Regions from separate parts of the Sus scrofa genome. Here all the other regions are linked to region 3. The links are chromatin contacts, called in public Hi-C maps. All regions are on one chromosome and are shown on one strand. Each heading gives the region's core, a stretch centred on a gene start, on an enhancer-like site or on the middle of the called end of the contact. The rest is flanking DNA. Distances are from core to core; before and after follow the strand shown.

The links. A called contact is a pair of places that touch in the nucleus more often than the background predicts.
Region 1: a contact with region 3 is called in a Hi-C map of embryonic fibroblasts, with 3 times the contacts expected there. The contact joins the enhancer-like site here to the promoter of ZNF579 in region 3. A contact is called at or near these places in 20 of 47 Hi-C or Micro-C datasets (alveolar macrophages, brain, embryonic fibroblasts and 11 more) and 1 of 2 datasets of contacts at active chromatin or transcription factors (skeletal muscle).
Region 2: a contact with region 3 is called in a Hi-C map of mesenteric adipose tissue, with 1.9 times the contacts expected there. The contact joins the promoter of ZNF784 here to the promoter of ZNF579 in region 3. A contact is called at or near these places in 1 of 5 promoter capture datasets (liver), 16 of 47 Hi-C or Micro-C datasets (embryonic fibroblasts, epiblast stem cells, fetal skeletal muscle and 8 more) and 2 of 2 datasets of contacts at active chromatin or transcription factors (alveolar macrophages and skeletal muscle).

The regions. Positions count from the first base shown.
Region 1 is chr6:59,661,755-59,665,733 of Sscrofa11.1, forward strand. The region is part of intron 13 of SSC5D (soluble scavenger receptor cysteine-rich domain-containing protein SSC5D); the gene reads left to right. Among named protein-coding and RNA genes, the nearest start is that of SSC5D, 23 kb to the left of the region's middle. Within about 2 kb of position 1,822, at least 44 of the 83 cell types and tissues checked have an H3K27ac peak or open chromatin away from gene starts, as enhancers often do. A contact at or near this core is called in alveolar macrophages, brain, embryonic fibroblasts and 4 more, where this site is marked.
Region 2 is chr6:59,739,864-59,744,033 of Sscrofa11.1, forward strand. It overlaps ZNF784 (zinc finger protein 784), which reads right to left and starts at 1,502. Exons shown (of 2, transcript XM_003356071.4): 1 at 1,389-1,502; 2 at 1-13. The coding sequence starts at 1,466. ZNF581 (zinc finger protein 581) reads left to right here and starts at 1,549. Exons shown (of 5, transcript XM_021095062.1): 1 at 1,549-1,632; 2 at 2,750-2,823.
Region 3 is chr6:59,704,492-59,708,703 of Sscrofa11.1, forward strand. ZNF579 (zinc finger protein 579) reads right to left here and starts at 1,953. Exons shown (of 2, transcript XM_013998800.2): 1 at 1,846-1,953; 2 at 1-890. The coding sequence starts at 888.

The sequences.
Region 1 (3,979 bases), core at 572-3,071, 43 kb before region 3:
TGTGGCTCCGGTGTTGTCACCTCAGCAGCTTGGGTTGCTGCTGTGGCATGGGTTGGATCCCTGGCCCGGAAGCTTCTGCATGCCACAGGCACACCCCCGTAAAAAAAAAAAAAAGAAAAAAATTGGATGTACTACTCTTGAATATATTTGCATATGTTAATCCCCATAGCAGCCAGTGAGCCTCATAATGAGAATAGTCATGAGAATGCTTAGTATGTGCTGGGCATTATGGTACGTGCCCTGCACACACACTCTCCCTGAATTCTCATGATTATAATGGGACGTCTGTGTGTCATCCATGGTTTATAGAAACATGGGAAAAAACTGGGCTTCAAGGCAGTTAGGTAACCTGCCCACGGTGACCCAGCTAAGAAGTAGTGGAGCTGGCATCCTGGCTGGAAGCCTAGCCCTTTGCTCAGTGACCTCTGCAGACAGCAAGGCGATGGGGGGTTGCACCTCAGAGACCCTACAGAGAAGTGGGATTCTCTGGAGCTGTGCCGTTCTGTATGGTAGCTACCAACCCCAGTGGCTCTTTAAGCGAGTCAGTAATTTGAAAAAGAAAACATTCCGTTCCTTTGTTGAATGAGCTGCCTTTCAAGTGCTCAGAAGGCACAGGCGACCAGTGGCAACCATAGTGGACAGCAGAGAACATTTCCATCGCTGAGAAAGGGCCACTTCATGGCCTAGACTCTGGATATAAAGAACTTGGGTTCAGATCTCGTCCCCGCACCTTTCAAACTGTGTCTGTATGACCTTGGGCAAGTGACTTGCCCTCTTGACCTGGCTTCCCTCATCTGTAAAAAGAGGTTAAGATTCACATCGGAGTTCCTGTCGTGGCGCAGTGGTTAACGAATCCGACTAGGAACCATGGGGTTGCGGGTTTGGTCCCTGCCCTTGCTCAGTGGGTTAACGATCCGGCGTTGTCGTGAGCTGTGGTGTAGGTTGCAGGCACGGCTCGGATCCTGTGTTGCTGTGGCTCTGGCGTAGGCCGGTGGCTGCAGCTCCGATTCGACCCCTAGCCTGGGAACCTCCATATGCTGCGGGAGCGGCCCAAGAAATAGCAAAAAAAAAAAAAAAAAAAAAGATTCACATCTACCTGGAAGCAGGGCCCGGAAGAGGTTTCTCACTCAACTCAGGCTTAAAATTTAGGGACATTCCAAACCCGTAATAGTAACCAAGATAAAATCTTAATACTATAGGTTAAAAAGTAAAAATGAATGCAAAATCAATCCACGATGCATTAAATATGCAATTTAAACGGAAGGCAGGATCTGACCTGGATCCCCAGGATCTGACAGAGCTGGTTTTAGGAGGAGTTCGGTCAGGTGGGTCCGATCCTGTCTTGGATTAAAATTTTGACTTGTTCACTGTCAATCTTTTGCATTAATATTGATTGGTTTAAAATATAGCACAAAAAGATTAGGCTTGATTGCTGAGATTACCCTTCCAACCCTCCTGGATTCCGCCTGAGGCTTCTGCTTCTTCCAGCATCTCCCACGCCCTGCCCCCCATCTTTATCTCCCTTCGTCCCATTTCTGCCCTTCGACCCCGTCCTGCATCCCAGGTACCCCTCGACGTCCCCCACATTACCCATGCTCTCTAGTGCATCCTACTACACCCCATCCCCCCGCCCCCGTTTCCACCCCCTCCAGCATCTCAGGGTACCCCTCCACAGCCCCCTCTCCCCTGCCCGCCCATCTCTGCATCCGCCCCCAGAGGACGCCAGGTGGCGCCTGGAGACATCAGAGGATGCTGAGAGGTGGGGCACTAGGGCCGGGTGAAGTCTGCTGGCGACCCGTGATGTCCCGAGGCTCTGTCGCTTCCCATTGGCTGTCCCATACCTAGGGGGCGGGGCGGGTCCCGGGATGGGCGGGGCAGACTGACCTCGGCCATCCATCTTTCCTCCAGGTTCTGCGAGGAAACCATTGCCAGAGCGCCGGCTGCTGCGGCCTACAGCGGCCAGGACAGCGCCCCCCGTCCCTTCCCCAGCTCCCTCTACCTCGCCAGAGCCCCCAGGCCCTCTGCCGACCTCTGACTCCCCGCCGCAGCTCATCCCCACAGCAGCTTCAACCCCCGAGGTGACCTCTGACCCTCCCGACACTTTGCCCCCCAGCCCAGACCCGGCCTCCTCGATGAACTCTCACCGCGCCCTGACCACCCCTGGCCTCGACTTCTCCACTCACGCTGCCACCGTGGTTCCAGCACTGACCCCTGGGCTGTCACCCTCCATGCCCAAAGAACTGACCTCTGACCCCACTGCACCTGCGGTGGTGACTCGCCTTTCCTCTACCTCAGAGCGGACACAGCCAGAATCTGACACAGACCCAGGCTGGGACACAACTCCATACCCCAGCACAGTCCCAGAACTCTCTAGTTCCCCAGGCCCCCCCACAAGCCCTCACCCCACTGTTACAACCTCTCACCCCGCTACCACCCTTCACCCCACCACGACCTTTCACCCCACTGCCACTCCTCAGCAGACCTTTACCCCTTACCTTACTACGACCCCTCGTCCCACCACCACTGCCCAGCCCACCACGACCCCTCGTCCCACCACCACTGCCCAGCCCACCACGACCCCTCGTCCCACCACCACTGCCCAGCCCACCACGACCCCTCGTCCCACCACCACTGCCCAGCCCACCACGACCCCTCGTCCCACCACCACTGCCCAGCCCACCACGACCCCTCGGCCCACCACCACTGCCCAGCCCACCACGACCCCTCGTCCCACCACCACTGCCCAGCCCACCATGACCCCTTACCCAGTCACAACCTCTTACCCAGCCACGACCCCTCACCTCACCACCACGACTCCCAACCCCACCACAACTCCTTTGATCACTTCTCAGTCCCTGCTAACTTCCTTGGGAACAGAACCTCCCTCTTCCTCTCCAGCACCAGCAGTCGAGCCCACCTTTGCAGGGGCTCCCCACCCCTCTGGATCCCAGACGTGGAGCCCAGAGCCCTCTCCAGTCCCAAGCACACCATCCACTGAGAACCTCACACCACCCGGAAGCCAGAGCCCCAAACTAACCTCTCCATCTACTCAGGATCCATACTCAGTCCCCGACCCCCGTGTGACCCCTGACCTCCACCTGCCCCATATGGCCCACCCCTTGGATCAACCTCCTCCCGACCGCCTCACCCCGGGGCCAACTCCCGTTCAGAGCCCAGGCCCCTTTGGCCCATGCGAGGCCCCAGCTCCACCAGTAAGGGTCATGGCTTGTGAGCCGCCTGCCCTGGTCGAGCTGGTGGCCGCTGTGAGGGATGTGAGCGGCCAGCTGCAGAGGCTGACCCAGGCCCTGGAGCGTGACCAGCAGGAGCGCCAAGCCCTGGGCCTGGGGTTGACCCAGCTGGTGGAGGCCGCCCAGGGACTGGGGCAGCTGGGTGAGGTGGTAAAGAGACTGGCGGAGGTGGCCTGGCCCCCCAGCACCTCTGCACCCATCACTACCACCCTGGAGGAGGAAGAGCGGCCTCTGCGGGGAGATGTGTGACCTTATCTGGGGTCCAAGGGATTTAAGACACTCCCCATCCAAAAAAGGAAAACCAAAGTATCTAATTAAAAACAAAATGGGAATGCTGCTTCTCAGGGACTAGGGGCTGTTGCCTCACAAGATCGTTCCATCCGTGGCTGCCACAGGCACCGTGCGAGGTGGTGGTGATGCGCCGGACGGTGACTGATGGTGAGTGGGAGGGTGGTGACGGCTCCGATCACTGTGGTGACAGCCATGGCGGTGAAGGTGCCCAGGATGTAATGCTGAGGATGAAGCTCACAATGGCGACTCGCAGTGGCCGTGATGGTGGAGGTGATGGTGGTGATGGCGGTGAAGATGACGGGGTGGTGATGGTACTTATCATGGTGATGGTGGTGCTGGAGGAGTTGATGGTGATGGTCCTCAAGAGGGGGCTGAGGATGCTCGTGATGTTGGGGAGATGACACTGATGGACATGGTGATGGTGGTGATGGAGGAGTTGG
Region 2 (4,170 bases), core at 252-2,751, 35 kb after region 3:
CAGGCACCAGGACCTGGGTGAGGGGGAGAAGAAACAGAGGAGCCTGTGGCCTCTGCCTCAAGGCCTCCCCACCTGATTATTAAAACACCTCCCTTTTGTAGCATGCTGGATCCCTCGATTTCTAGATTCAGCTCTCCGCTGCTTCCCCGGCCCGGGATTCTGTTACGTGCCTTTGAAGACTTCCCCTCCCGTCTGAAATGGTCCACAGATCCAGCCATCTCTCTCCTCCATCCCAGTGAAAAGCCAATTACCTCACTGCACCTTTTTTTTTTTTTTTTTTTTTTTTGAGGGGGCCTCCCTCGCAGCAGGCCTATGATCCTGGGCCAGGGATTGAACCCGTGCCACAGCAGCGACCCAAGGTGCCACAGCAGCGACCCAAGGTGCCACAGCAGCAACGCAAGCTGCCACAGCACCAACGTGGAATCCTCGGGCCACTGGGGAACTTCATAAGGCAAACATTCTTTGCCAAGTGTCCTGAACCTCTGACTGCCTCTGGTCCTCTGCCTGGCTCCCTCATAACCCATTTTCCCAAAGCAGCCTTAATGACCTTTTGAAAACGGGAACAGATGGAAGTCATTTTCCCATTCGCAACCCTCCCATGACACCCACTGCACTTAAAATCCAAAGCCTTAATTCATATCCATCACGATCTGCCTCCCGCTTATCTCTCTGGCCCCAGTGTAAATATAAGCCGGCACACAGCTGACTTCTCTCTCGACTAAATTTAGCTCCCCTCCGCGCCGCTCTATCAGCTCACTCTTTATCGAACATAACACAATAAGACTTCTTTATTGTCTCTCTCCTCTTCTGGGCTGCAAGCTCCAAGAGGATAGTTTATTTGCCGCCTTCACCTCTCCATCTGTCTAGCCCAAGTGGGAGCACAGTAAATGTCTGCTGAATGAAAGACTGTCCTCAGATACGCTCTCAGCCTGAGTGGGGTCCAAAGGCAGCTGGAGCAGGCACTTCTGCCCCCAAATCCTCTCTTGGGTAGCACTTAGACTCTTGCAGAATCATCCCCCTACCCCGAAGTGGGTGACCCAACCATAACCCCACACCCTTCTCTTCCAGGGTCACCTTCCCAACCTTCCACCCAGGTTCCGGAACCCTAAAATTCATGAGGTCCCGCCCTCTGAAGGCTCCGCCCCCTCATTAGACAAACTCAATCCCTCGGACTCCTCGCTCGGGTGGATCCCTCTCCAGTTCTGACTTGGCCCGCCCACCCTCCTCCTCCGGCCACGCCCCTCCAACCTCACACCGCCCCCACGAGAAGCCCCGCCCCCAGGGCCATAGCCCTAAATACCTCCCCCGCCCAGCTCTAAGCCCCACCCCCACCCCTGCGACCTCCTGCCGCCTAGAGCCCCCGCGCCGGGGCCCTTCCTCGCCCGCACCAGGTCCGGAGGTTCCGGGGATCGCGGCTCCGGGCCCGCTGAGCTCAGACTCGGCGACTCCGGGCGCGCGGCAGCCATCTTGTCCCCAGGCCCCGCCCCCAATGCCAGAGGTCAATCCGGAGGGGGTGGGGCCTAGGCTGGCGTCGGGGCCCCGCGCAGGCGGCCTGGAGGAGGGGCGGGGCTTCCCGGGAGCTGGCTCTCTCCATCCCCAGGGAGAAAGTGGTGAATTTCTTCCTAATTGCCTGTCAGTGCCCCCAAGAGACAGCCTGCGTGGGGCGCTGGGGTGGCTCTGAGCTAATTCTTTTGTGTACGTGTCTTTTTAGGGCGAACCCGCAGCGTATAGAGGTTCCCAGACTAGGAATCGAATCGCAACTGCACCTGCCGGCCTGCACCACAGCCACAGCAACGCTGGATCCTTAACCCCCTGAGCGGAACCACGGATCCCTCCTGATTTTGTCGGGTTCGTTTGTGCCAGGCCACGACGGGAACTCTCCTGTGAGCTAATTCTAATTTCTTTTTTTTTTTTTTTTTTTTGGTCTTTTTGCTATTTCTTGGGCCGCTCCCACGGCATATGGAGGTTCCCAGGCCAGGGGTCTAATCGGAGCTGTAGCCACAGGCCTACGCCAGAGCCACAGCAACGCGGGATCCGAGCCGCGTCTGCAACCTACACCACAGCTCACGGCAACGCCGGATCGTTAACCCACTGAGCAAGGGCAGGGACCGAACCTGCAACCTCATGGTTCCTAGTCGGATTCGCTAACCACTGCGCCACGACGGGAACTCCCTAATTTCTCTTTTTAATCTCCATGAGTAGGCTCTGGCGGTCACTTGACACCAGAATTGAACAACCTTTGTTGTGTTCACACTACACGTTTTTGTGGTCACCTACTCCCTGGTTCGAGATAACTCAGTGAGGCAAAGGTTACAAATGTAAGGACTTTTAAGTCCCTTTGCAAAAATATACTGAACCGACTGCCACACTAGTGGTACTGGGATTCATTAGCAAGTATCCACAGGTTGTGTGAAGTTTGGGAAATGCGCCTTTGAAGGCAAGAGCCCAAGGGCAGGGGTTTTCGGCAGTTACAAGGACAGGGCTGAGGGCTCAGCTGTCCAGTTACTCGTTCCTTGGCCCGGCTGTGTGACCTTGGAGAGGTCATCGCGCTACTTCTGACCATGCCTGCATTTATGCATACATCTGTAGAGGGTTGCGAAACCCACTAAAACAGAGAGATGCGAGATCGCTGGAACACTCTTAAATTGTTTTCCTGGAAGGGCAGGGTGGATGACTGAACGTGACGATCATGCGCAAATTCGGTTCTCCCTCTTTAGGGAACATGATAGGGTTGTATTTTCCTTTGCAGTTAGACGTGGCCACGTGGTTTTCTTTGCCCAGTGAAATGACAGTGGAAGCGGTAGGTGTCCACTTCAGCACAAGGTAAGAGTCTGCTGAAATGTTCACCGCTTTTTGTTCCTGCTTGGGAATCTGTTTCCATTAGACGAAATTCCAGGGTGTGTGACCAGAACCTGGTGCAAGTCTTCCTCGGATAGATAGCATTTAAAATACTCATTTGGGGAGTTCTCTTCGTGGCTCAGTGGTTAACAACCTGACTAGGATCCATGAGGATGCATGTCTGATCCCTGGCTTTGTGCAGTGGGTTAAGGATCCGGCGTTGCCGTGAGCTGTGGTGTAGGTTGCAGACGTGGCTCAGATCCCGCGTTGCTGTGGCTCTGGCGTAGGCCGGCAGCTACAGCTGCGATTCACCCCCTAGCCTGGGAACCTCCATATGCCGTGGGAGCAAAAAAAAAAAAAAAAAAACAAAAGAAAAGAAAAATTCAGAAGTATATAAATAGCTCCCTGTACTCCTTAATGAACTTAAACCATACAACTTTACAGATGCAATCTCAGCCATCTGTGTAACATCCCCTTCTCTTGCCTCCTTCCCCTTATGAGATTTTGCATTTCCTTTCTTACTTTCTTTCTTTTTTTTTTTTTGTCTTTTTTTGCTATTTCTTGGGCCGCTCCCGAGGCATATGGAGGTTCCTAGGCTAGGGGTTGAATCGGAGCTGCAGCCATCGGCCTACGCCAGAGCCACAGCAACGCTGGATCCGAGCCGCGTCTGCGACCTACAGCACAGACCACAGCAATGCCGGATCGTTAACCCACTGAGCAAGGGCAGGGACCGAACCCGAAACCTCATGGTTCCTAGTCGGATTTGTTAACCACTGCGCCACGACGGGAACTCCCGAGATTTTGCATTTTCTGTTTATCATTCCCACACATGTCTTCTTTGGTTTGCTCCGTACATGAAATGATGCCATATTGTTCTGCTTATGCTAACACTTTTGGGATAAATGATATCACTTCAGGGGAGTTCCTGTCGTGACGCCGTGGTTAACGAATCCGACGAGGAACCACGAGGTTGTGGGTTCGATCCCTGGCCTTGCTCAGTGGGGTAAGGATCCGGCGTTGCCGTGAGCTGTGGTGCAGGTCGAAGACGCGGCTCGGATCCCGCATTGCTGTGGCTCTGGCATAGGCCGGCGGCTGCAGCTCCGATTCGACTCCTAGCCTGTAACCTCCATATGCCGCAGGATCGACTCAAGAAATGGCAAAAAAGACAAAAACAACAACAACAACAACAACAAAGATATCACTTCAGTGTAACCTTCTCTAGCTCCCCCAGCTCCCCAACACACACACACACGTTTTTACATTTGTAAACATCAGTGCTTGTAATCGAGTCACTGTCAGTACCGGTGTGATGTCCTGATCACGGTCAAGCCA
Region 3 (4,212 bases), core at 703-3,202:
GGGGCGGTCGGTGGAGTGGACCAGCCGGTGGCGGGACAGCGACCAGGGCCTGGCGAAGGCCTTGAGGCAGATGGAGCACTGGTGGCGCTTGGGGCGCGGCGGCGGCCCCCCTTCGCCCTCTTGTTCACCCTCGGGGCGCAGACACGGGTGCGCTTTGAGCTCGCCCTTGGTGGCGAAGGCTTCGCGGCAGCGGAGGCACAGCAGCGTCCAGTCGGCCTGGAGCAGAACCTGCTTCTCCTCCTGCCGCCCGGCTGCCAGAGCCAGCTCGGCCCTCAGCTCCGCTGCTCCGGCCTCGGCCTCCTCCTCCTCGGATTCGCGGGGCTCCACGCTCGTGGCCGCCGCCAGCGTGGCCGGCTCCGCCGTGGACCACGTCTCGGGCCGCGCCACCGCCGCCTCCTCCTCCGCGGCTCCCGCTGCAGCGGAGGTGGGCTGCTCGGCGCCCTTGCCCTGCGGGCCCCAGGCGGACTCGGCCGCCTCCTTGGCCGCCCTCTCCATGGCCAGCTCCACCCCGCCGCCCGCGTGCTCCTGGGCCAGGTGACGCCTGAGCTGGGCGGGCTCGGGGAAGGTGCGGGGGCAGGCGGCGCAGCGGAGCGGGGGCTGCGGCCCGTGGCCACGCAGGTGGCGTGAGAGGTGGGCAGGCCGGCGGAAGGCCTTGGGGCACAGGGGGCAGGCGTGGGGCCGCAGGCCCGAGTGGCTCAGCCTGTGCCGGGAGAGGTAGTAAGGGAAGCGGAAGAGGCGGCCACAGGTGGGGCAGGGCAGGGGTGCCCGAGGGGCTCCAGCGCCCCCCCTGCCACGGCCCCGGCCTCTACCACGGCCGCGGCCACGGCCTCGGCCCCGGCCCCGGTGAGGTGGGCTGCCCTGGGCTGGTGGAGGAGGCTGCGGATCCATGCCTGCAAAGAGAAAAGGGAGAGGTGGGGGGCGTGCAGAGACACAAGCAGCGACAGAGAGAGACGGAGATGCAGAGGGGGTCAGACACTTAGCCCCCGAGGGAGAGAGTGGCGGACGAAAAAGGCAGAGGGGAGAGGCAGAGACTGGCAGAAACAGAAAGACAGCAGAGTGAGAGGCAGAAAGCGGGAGAGAGTGACGGGGGGACACCCAGCAGAGACAGAGATGAAGAGAAAACAAAGAGATGTGGGCAGATATGGTGCAAACAGAGATCAGAGGGACCAGGGCAGGGCCGAGGGAGGGAGAGACGGGAACAGAGGGAACAAGGCAGAGAGAGACGCAGGAAGGGACAGGAGCAGACGAAGTCAGGGACCTGCTTTTTCTCCAGGGACCCCGCTGGAAGGGTTTGGGAGGGGCTGAGAACAAGCTGTTGGTGCCGGGACTGGAGAGGTGGGTGGGATTCAAAATCAGGAGGCCCCGGAAATGGAGTGTGGGTGCCCAGATGCCAGGGGCTGGGAGAGGCCAGGAGTGGGGAGGGGGCTGGGGGCCCGGATTCCCGGGCTGAGGTTGGGGCCTGGGGGCAGGGAGGGTTGGGAGATGACTGGGAGTCAGCACCATGGCTTCGGTAGGTGCAGGGTAGGGATTCCTGGGTCCCAGCCGGGAGAGGGCTGGAGGAGGGGGCTGGGCCCTTGAGACAAGGGACAGGAGGGGCCTGGGGGTCCCCGCTGCTCCAAATGTCCAGGGAGAAGGAGGCTAAGGGCCAGGCCCTGGACCCCCCAGGAAGGCTGCTGGGCATCTGGAGCCCTAGGTCCCGGGGGTGGGGGGGGCAATCTCCCCACTGGGCCCAGCCTGCAGCTCCCCGCAGGCATGATCAGCATAATTGGGGCCACCATCGAGGCCTCGCAGATTTCTGACCCCAGGACCTGGGGTTCGCCCCGATGGCTGGCACCCCATTCTTACCTCCGCCTCCTTTGCTCCTTTCTTCCTTCCCCGCGGCTGGCCGAGCCCAGACGGTGGTGGCGGGGAGGGAGGGCCCCGTGCGGGGTGGGGGGTGGAGGAGGCTGGGCTCGGTGTCACCGCCTAAGTGGTCCCCCCGGAAACCCGGCCTTTCATCAGAGCCTGAGAGAGGAAAGACTGGCTGGGAAGCCGGAAGAGGGTGGACGCGGGGACCCAGGGGGCGGAGGAGGAGGGCAGCTTGGACTCCAAAGTCCCATGAGGGGAGGGGACTGACGGCCTGTCCTCTCGTCTCGGGGAGGGAGGAGGGGACTGGGGGCCCGGGAGGCTGGGTCCTGCCCCCCTTCCCTCCCAAACAGACACACACATTCATTCATTCCTTCAACAAATACACATTTATCAGGTCCTGTCTGTGCCAGGCACTGTGCTGGGTCAGGGAGGGTGGCCAGGAAAGGAGATGAATGAGGCAGTGACGCACGCTTCAGGGAGAGTACTGGGAATCTGGACCAGATCCTGGCTCCAGCCTCCCCGTGGCTGCCTGAGCACGTCCCCATCTCTGTGCCTCCGTCGCCCCCTCTGCCATAGACCTTGCATGTACTCACTTGACTCTAGGAGACCAGTTCCTCACGCTGCTACATTATTCACTCAATCCTAAACCACCAGTATTTACTGAGTACCTACTATGGGCTAGCTCTGTCCTTGGTGCTGGAGCTGCCGAGGCAAAGACAGAGGCCCTTGGACCCTGTCCTCAGGGAGCTCACAGTCTGATGAAGGAGGCAGAGAGACACAGACCCAGTTACCCTTCTGGACAGTGAGTTCTAAAGCAGTGATCAGGATGCGGTGGGATTGCGGGGAGGAGAGAAGGCAGATGAAGAGCGATTCCTTGAAAGCTTCCTGAACACAGGATGTTTTGGCAGAAGCCTGCAGGAGGAACGCCAAGGGTGAGGAATGGGGGAAGCAATGGAAATGGGAGAGAAATGTCCCCGCATGGCCATATCTCAAATCCCAATGTGCAGCAGCAGAGGCTTGCCTGCTGCAGGAGTATACCTGCAGCTTAATGCTCATCATTCACGTGAACTCCATGCTAAACGTTGTTGACCAGAATATGGGAAAGAGGAGTTCCCGTCGTGGCGCAGTGGTTAACGAATCCGACTAGGAACCATGAGGTTGCGGGTTTGATCCCTGGCCTCGCTCAGTGGGTTAAGGATCCGTCGTGGGCTGTGAGCTGTGGTGTAGGTTGCAGACGCAGCTCGGATCCCGCGTTGCTGTGGCTGTGGTGTAGGCGGGCGGCTACAGCTCCGATTAGACCCCTAGCCTGGGAACCTCCATATGCTGCAGAAGCAGCCCTAGAAAAGGCAAAAAGACAAAAAAGAAAAAAAAGGGAGAGAGAAAGAAGAAGAAGAATATGGGAAAGAAGTTTTCATACATGGCTGGGCAGGGAGTAAAAGCTGGAACAGTTTTAATGAGTGAGCAATTCTGGAACTTATCCTTTGGCTAGATCTACTCATAAACATGCCCCAGACGGTACCAGTCAATCGCTGCAGTATTGTGCTTCCCTGCAAACGACAGGAAACTCACTAACTGGCCATCGGTCAGGGATTTGAGTGATTAATCTACCCAGCAGAATGACATGTATCCATAAAAAAGAATGAAGACGTCCTCTGTGTCAAAATATGGAAAAGCTCCAAGTGATAATTTGAATGGGAGGAGAAACAGAAGGAGCACAGCCTCAAGTCTGCTCTATCTGTGCTTATCCGAGGGTTGTGTCTGGGAGAACTGGGAGGAGAGGGAAGAAACTGGCAACATTGTCTACCTCTTAGGACTGAAACTTACTACACTCTGTCCCTCGGTGCTTTTGGAATCTGAAGCCCTGGGAGTATGTTCTGTACCCAACTAAGTAAAGGAAAACAAACAAGGGATAATAGAAATAAATAAAATGAAAGTATATGATAGCTTCCTCTTGTACTCTATAAATACAAAAACATTTTTTCCTCCTTACATTAAGGAGTAGTAACACGATTCTCCCATTTCGCAGGGCAGGAAAGTGAGATACTGAGAGTTTCCAAGTAGGGAGTCTAAGTTTTTGCATTTCACAAAGAAATGGGAGAAATGATAGCGGGTCAGGAGCATGATGTTGAAAGGCACCTGGTCAGCGTTCCCATCGTGGCTCAGTGGAAACGACTCTGACTGGCATCCATGAGGATGCGGGATCGATCCCTGGCCACGCTCAGTGTATTAAGGATCTGGTGCTGCTGCGAACTGTGGAGTAGATCGGAGACGTGGCTGTGGCTGTGGCTTTGACCCCCTTGCCTGGGAACCTCCATGTGCTGTGGATATGGCCCTACGAAGCAAAATAAATAAATAAATAATTTT